2 separate regions of the Hordeum vulgare genome follow, and region 1 is linked to region 2. A link is a contact called in public Hi-C data. All regions are on one chromosome and are shown on one strand. The core of a region is the stretch at or near the end of the contact, and the rest is flanking DNA. Distances in the headings are between cores, read along the strand shown.

The links. Hi-C and Micro-C count contacts between places; a contact is called where the count stands out from the background.
Region 1: a Hi-C map of leaf shows a contact between it and region 2, with 7 times the contacts expected there. The contact joins two enhancer-like sites. A contact is called at or near these places in 3 of 6 Hi-C or Micro-C datasets (leaf and seedling).

What each region holds. Positions count from the first base shown.
Region 1 is chr5H:296,387,234-296,390,932 of MorexV3_pseudomolecules_assembly, reverse strand. No RefSeq gene overlaps it. Among protein-coding and RNA genes, the nearest start is that of LOC123452967, 23 kb to the left of the region's middle. Within about 2 kb of position 1,257, at least 1 of the 3 cell types and tissues checked has open chromatin away from gene starts, as enhancers often do. A contact at or near this core is called in leaf, where this site is marked.
Region 2 is chr5H:296,196,428-296,199,888 of MorexV3_pseudomolecules_assembly, reverse strand. No RefSeq gene overlaps it. Among protein-coding and RNA genes, the nearest start is that of LOC123452967, 210 kb to the left of the region's middle. Within about 2 kb of position 2,143, at least 3 of the 3 cell types and tissues checked have open chromatin away from gene starts, as enhancers often do. A contact at or near this core is called in leaf, where this site is marked.

The DNA of each region.
Region 1 (3,699 bases), core at 8-2,507, 190 kb before region 2:
TTGGGTCAACAACATCCCTAATAGTACTGTTTGTACCAGCCGCTTTCTGTGGAACAATATACATGTTGTGAGGGTGTTTTAGGGAGAAGAAATGTTTTAGCCTGCTTGGCGTATCGTTCTAAAGATCAAGTTCCTTTTCCATACAGTGGTAGCGCATGTCGACTAGTGTTCCGACGGCCGCCTAGGTGCTTCTCCTTCTTCGGACGTGCATGGATGGGGCGCCATGGTCGATGAGACCGTGACCACCTAGTTCGAATGCGGCGGTGGCAAGCGAGGAACAAGGAGAGCATGCCGGGAAACAAGGGCAATGGTCACGCGACAGCAAGGTTGGCTAGGTCGTGACGGTGGTTTCAGCGAGTTCAAGTACGCGGCAGCAACAACAACCGCCTCTCGGAGGTGAATTCCAAATTTCACGACTTATCTACGAAATGGGCTGACATTTTTTTGAGCCCCAAATTTATTTTTGAGCCCCTATGGGCTGACATTTTGTCCGAGTAACAATGACCTTTAGCCATTCATGTTCTCAAAACCCTTTCATGTTAATTTTTTAGAAGTAGAAATGCCTATACTAACCCAAGTAAATCAATGGTGGGATTTTATTATACCGCTGAGGTCATGCCTAGCAGTATAGGGTACCGAAGAAATGGTCATCATTTAATTTTTTCTACCCATAGAAGTACCAAGTTGGTTCTAACTTTTGGCTACAAACTATAGATTTAAGTTGAAGACTGCTTGAGCTCAAACTAAGGGTGATTAGGACATACTCCCTCCTTATTTGGTTTATAGGGCTCAAATATGAAATATCATTAATCAAGATAAATTATTAGTGAATGACACTAGTTCTAACTAACCAATAAAATATTTTTCACATATTTAATTCTCAAAACAATAAATGTAATATCCTTTTTTTCATTGGACTTACGTGATGTACGTAGAAAAAACTGCATGCATAGCCACTATTTTTTTTTATTTTTATGAATTAAATATATTGTGAGACTCAAAGCATTTTAACTCAACTAGATTCAAAATGAATCAATATAATGAATTATTTTTTAAGATAAGCCATATAAACCAGAAATGAGGGAATACAAGATCTACCATCAAGGCCCACATGGCAAAAAGTCAACCCCGTTATGATGCACCGCTATGTTGGTCGTTACGACAGTGAGACACTATGCGTGCCTCGCACCACCACCGGCGACCGAGCAGCCAGCTACCACGCTCTTAAGCCGATGTGTGCCACACACAACATACATGCCGATGTGGCGAGGTCAAGGACGTAGAAGGCGTTGCGGACACAGCGAGCGGTGGAGCGCATGAGGCCGGAGAACGGTGTGCTTCTCAACTCTGACTAGGCAAGCATGTGCTGTTGATTTGGGCACCCGAGTAGAATACATGTATGCCTGCCAGAGCAAAGGTCATGGGCGCTGATAGAGGGTAACGTGTCCGGATGTTTGGATGAGAGGTAGCTATCATTTTTTATGGAAGTCACCTTTAACGACCTGACTATAAATGTGCAGATCATTGCGCATTATCAGTCGCTAAATCAATTTAGAGAGGTTACCAATCACGCCGGAACACGATCAATTTGATCACGTGGGTCTATTTCGTGCACATAAATAAAGAACAAGTAAGAAACTAAATTTGTAATCTGAATATCGCGAAGAGGAAAACTTCACCAATCAAAGTAGAAAGTAGGGTTCTATGATCTAGTCTTGATCTGGTCGTTGAACACAAACAAAGAACACGAGTTGTAACTATGATAAACTTTAATCTAAACAAAATCCAACTCTAAATAATCCCAAGGGCAGAGGGGAATTTCGTCCACCCTTGACAAGGTGGGACTAAATTCTGTCCTAACTTTGTCTTCTCTATTAATATAGACTGTGAAAACAACTTATTAAGTGTATTTAGAAATTACATGGACATGAACCAAAAATAGGTGGCGCAACACCTAAAAGAAACAAAGAAACTATGGATTTTTTTTTAAAAAGGTCATCTTGTATGTTTCATTCATGTTTTTGTATGTCATCATAGTGGCTTTAAAGTGTTGAAAACTCCACTGAAAACTCCGTTCTGGTTCCCTTTTCGCGCGCCTTCATCCCCACGCTTGATCACACTCCAATGTTCACCCTCCTTGTCCATGCTAGACCCTTCGTTCGTAAGCAAAACAAATGTATCCATTTACGCAACGTCATATTCCCATGAACATTAGAATCATTATCAAGAAACGAAAGTACCTGGTATTTTCACTCGCGTGTGCGAGATCTAGTAATTGATTCAATATGTGTAGCAACATGGATTGTGGGTGTAACTGTGGTAGTCATTTCCTCATCATCCTTCCCTTCTTGAATTGAAGTCTTCTGTCGGACGGAAGCTCATATTCATCCCCAACATAAGGCTTCAAATCTACAATGTCAAAAGTGAGACTAACCCCAAAATCTGCAGGCAACTCAACATTTGTATGCATTATAATTTATTTTATCTAACACCTTAAGAGTACCATCAGCACCTGGTATTAGCTTTCACTTGCGCAAATCAGGAAACGTATCTCTGCATAAGTGTAACCAAACAAGATCTCCATGTGCAAACACGACATGTTTTCCACCCTTATCTCCCGTAAGTTTGTATTTAGCACTCATATGCTCAATATTTTAGTTAGTTAACTCATGCATTTTTAAGATCAATTCAACACGTTGTTTAGCATCAAACTTAACCTTCTTCGAAGATGGAAGAGGCAACAAATCAATAGGTGCCCAAGATAGGAAACCATAAACAATTTCAAAAGGGCACATCATAGTGGTAGAATGCATTAAAGGATCGTAAGAAAATTCAATATGAGGCAAACATTCTTCCCACATTTTCAATTTACTATTATATTTAAAACAACCCTAAGCATAGAAGGCAATTTTCTATTGAGTACTTTAGTTTGTCCACCAGTTTGGGGGTGACTAGTACTAAAAAGCACTTTAGTCCCCAACTTAGCCCATAAACATCTTCAAAAGTGGCTAAGAAATTTAGTATCACGATCCGAAACAATTGTATTTGCTACACCATGCAAGCAAATAATTTCACACAATAACAAATCAACAACATTAGCATCATCATCGCTTTTATGACATGGTCTAAAGTGTGCCATTTTTGATAATCAAGCCACGAAAAAATATGTTACCCCTCCCATGTTGGAGATATGCCCTAGAGGCAATAATAAACAAGTTATTATTATATTTCTTTATCCATGATAATCGTTTATTATCCTTGCTATAATTGTATTGATTGAAAACTCAAATACATGTGTGGGTACATAGACAACACACTGTCCCTAGTGAGCCTCTAAGGAAAAGCTTGTTGATCAAATATGTCAAGGTTTCCTGACCATAGACATAAGTTGTCATTTGATAATGGGATCACATCATTAGGAGAATGATGTGATGGACAAGACCCAAACTATGAATGTAGCATATGATCGTGTCAGTTTATTGCTACCGTTTTGTGCATGTCAAGTATCTGTTTCTATCACCATGAGATCATGCAACTCCCGGGGACCGGAGGAATGCCTTGTGTGTATCAAACATCACAACATAACTGGGTGACTATAAAGGTGCTTTACAGGTATCTCCGAAGGTGTCTGTTGGGTTGGCGTGAATCGGGAATGGGATTTGTCACTCCGTACGACGGAGAGGTATCTGTAGGGCCCAC
Region 2 (3,461 bases), core at 894-3,393:
AAAGCTAAATTAAATAAATGCTTTTTGGTCAAAATAATAGTTGGTAAAAATAGTTTTAGGTCCTATACACATGGTATGGTCATTGGGAAAAATATTTGGATCAAGGAAGTGAGTCTAAAGAGTAGTAGAAATTTTAGTGATTTAAACACTAGCAAGAAAACAAGCAAACAACAACCACATCAAGCATCACAAGAACTCACAAAATTTTTAATTTGTCCTATTTTTTAAGCTATGTTAATTTAGAAAAGTAAGGCAAAACAGAGGGTGTGACAGACACCTACTTGTCCATGTAAGAAGTAAACCTTTAAAATAGAGTTCATTAATTAACCTATGAAGATGAACAATCCATGGTCTTTATACGTGTCAACCAAGCACCTCAGCCCGCACCTGACACCCATAGTTGCACGAGCATGTAGCTGCAGTGAGCTCAACATTGAATCGTGTGTACCATGTACGTGATAGTACCTTCATCGTATTCACAAGATTACCTCACCTCTTGCGTTTCCTTGTTCTTGGTGGATGCCGGGTCGGCAAGGGTGTAGATAGAGATCCAACCGTGTTGCACCAAGCATATGTGCAGCTTCAGAGTCTGGATCATGCCACACCATGCGACAACCACATCCCAGCGCCCGGGCGCGGGCTTTCCCTTGTCGATGGCCACCACGATATAGCATATCCAGTTGCACGACCTACACTGATGCCTTAGATGGATGCCCCTCACGTACGCGACGGATAGCCGGGGCGGAGGGACTAGCGTATAGAAACCGAATTACCCGGTACACGGCGGCGTGGCCCAGCAGCACGCGTGGAGGATCAAGGCTAGAGTGGAGTAGCAACGGTAGGGGAGGAGGCGTGGAGGTAGGAAGGAGGGAAGGAAAGGTGCTTGCGGTGGCTGCGGGAGGAGATTGGGAGGGAGGACGTACATTAGGTTTCAACGTAAGGGTTTTTCCAGGTTTTCTGTTCATCGGTCGATATTTTGTGGGATAGAAAAAAATGGTGATTGGTGGGAGGGGAAGATCGATGGGAGGGGGGTCGGTGGGTAGTGGGAATGAACGAAATGAATGACGACCTAGGCGTTCAGATTTTAGGAGTAGAGATTATTCTTGGCACGATAACCGAGGCACAACATTACTGAGAATTTTGAACAATAATAATTAGGAAAATAAAGAAAGGGATACACACAATGGACATAGAAATTCTCTCCTTTTTCTGAAAAAAGATATACATGCAATTGTGCGAGAGATATTTTCCTTTCTTTTGCATTAATTAGAGCAAAGAGATGGGTTAGGAAAGTTTGATATGTGATCTTTTATACGTTAGGAAAGTGTTGATTCGAAAAAAAGAGTGGCAAGATTGTCTTCTTTTTCTACGAAAACAGATACATGCAATTTTGAAAGAGATACTTTCTTTTTTTTTACATTAATTAGATAGATCAGTTAGAAAAGTTAAATATGTGATCTTTTGTACGTTAGAAAAATATTAATTTGAAAAAAAGAATGAAGAGAAAATAAATCGGTGAACAAAAAAATCAATGGAAAGGGGTGATAAAAGGTGTGACAAAAATAAAACCGAAATACCAAAATAAATTGGTATCAGGCTATCAACTGCCATTAGGAATAGAGATGTGTGTGTGCATGATAGTGATAGAGAAGCCGAGGGTTTAACGTCCTTCTCAAAAAGAATGTGGGGGGGGTGGGGGTTGGGGTAGTAATACTAGCTTCGCATGGGAGCTGCAATTTGTTAGCTACTTTGGGTAAGCAGCACACATATGGTCCCATGATTAGGGGAACAATTTCGGCCGGCTTTTGCAACATGGGCACAAAGATCTCATCAACAGATACAAGTGCCAGCACTCAGTGCTGTTGGGTGCGTGCTCCAAATCTCAACTGTAGGTGCTCGAACCGCAGCAAGATCAACAGCGACCAGCCGGCTCCACGGGATTGCAAAAAAGGGATCCTATGCATATGCAAACACGCGTGCATGGATCATGGGAGAATGATGAACGGGTTGCTTCGGGGAAGCATCGTGGACGATCTCCTCCTTCTCCTTCCTCCCCGAAAAGTGGATCAAACACATGTGATAGGGGAGGATATGATTGCTCTCGATCGATCCATCCGTCTCCGACAGGACACGCAGCGATGCCAACTTTTGCATGCGCTCTCCCTTTCGCGACCGCGACAGCCTAACAGACCGAGCCGCGTACAGTGCAGATAGTGAAAGGGCCACCGATCCGTGCGTGCGTGCGTGAAAGCCGCTTCCGTCCTGCCACGCTCGCTTCCTTCCGTCCATGCGTCTCGTCTCGGTTCAGGATGCGGCATATCTGAGGGGAAGTAGAAGCCAGTAGCTAGTCGATGCCCGGGCTGCGTCTGGGGATGAACCACTCTGAATCCTCAACGCATTATGTTTATCTTCATAATTTAGGCCTATACAGCGAAAATGAAGTGACCAAATCGTCGGAATGGGCTGAGTCGGAGCATGACAATTCAAACATTTTTTATGACAACTTTAGTTCGCAAGAGGTCAACGAATTAATTAGGCGAAGTTAGTAAACTGGGACAAAGTTGACATGTTTTATCACTAAAGTTATCACCTCGCGTCAATTCAAGTTGCCATGAAAAAATATTCGGGGTGACACGCTTAAAATTCAAACTTCCGGATTTATTGAGGTTCAATTTTGAACCTACGCACAGCTATTCGTCGGAAGCATCTTCATCCCTCACTGAATTTCCCATGGTTGCTGAATTTATTGGATCCAAGATTAAGCTCACACCAGAATATGCCGATATGATCCTTCTCTCATGCTTTGGAGGTAGAACATCTTAATTCAAAGTTCAACAACTTCAAAATTGGTCATTCAAATACCCAGTCTGGTCTCAAAAAGTTGGTTTCTCAATCATTAAAGGAAGTGAGATCTCTCACCGAGTTTAACCTGAACTTTCTTCTATGGGGTAGTGGTGGTCCAAATTCTTTTTTTTAAGAAAAAGTAGGAAGACCCCTGACCTCTGCATTTGAACGATGTATGCAGCTATTTTCTTAATTATTCACAAAACACCTTACAAAGTAATACATCAGTAAGACTGAAACCACCGTCTAGGCAACATACGTCGCTATTTCTATACAGTTGATGAAGGGATGTTGATAGTCTCGCAGCCAAACCTAACATCTAAAACCTGAGGCCCCAACCAAGCCATTGCTGGTTATGGGGACACCCACTGGTCTGACGCACACTCAGAGGTCGACGCCGCCAACTGCCACCAATCCATCTTCAGAACTGTACTAACGCATCCACCTTGATGGAGCCGTCGACGTCACCATGATGCCAGACAGCGTTGCCCTCTTGTGCGAGTCCATCATCGCACATCAGATGCCAAATCACCAGGGCGCCACGCCATCGAGATCCATCGCCTTGAATGTGCAGGATCAAGCACCGTCCACCGAAGAAAACATCCACTGGTCCCCGG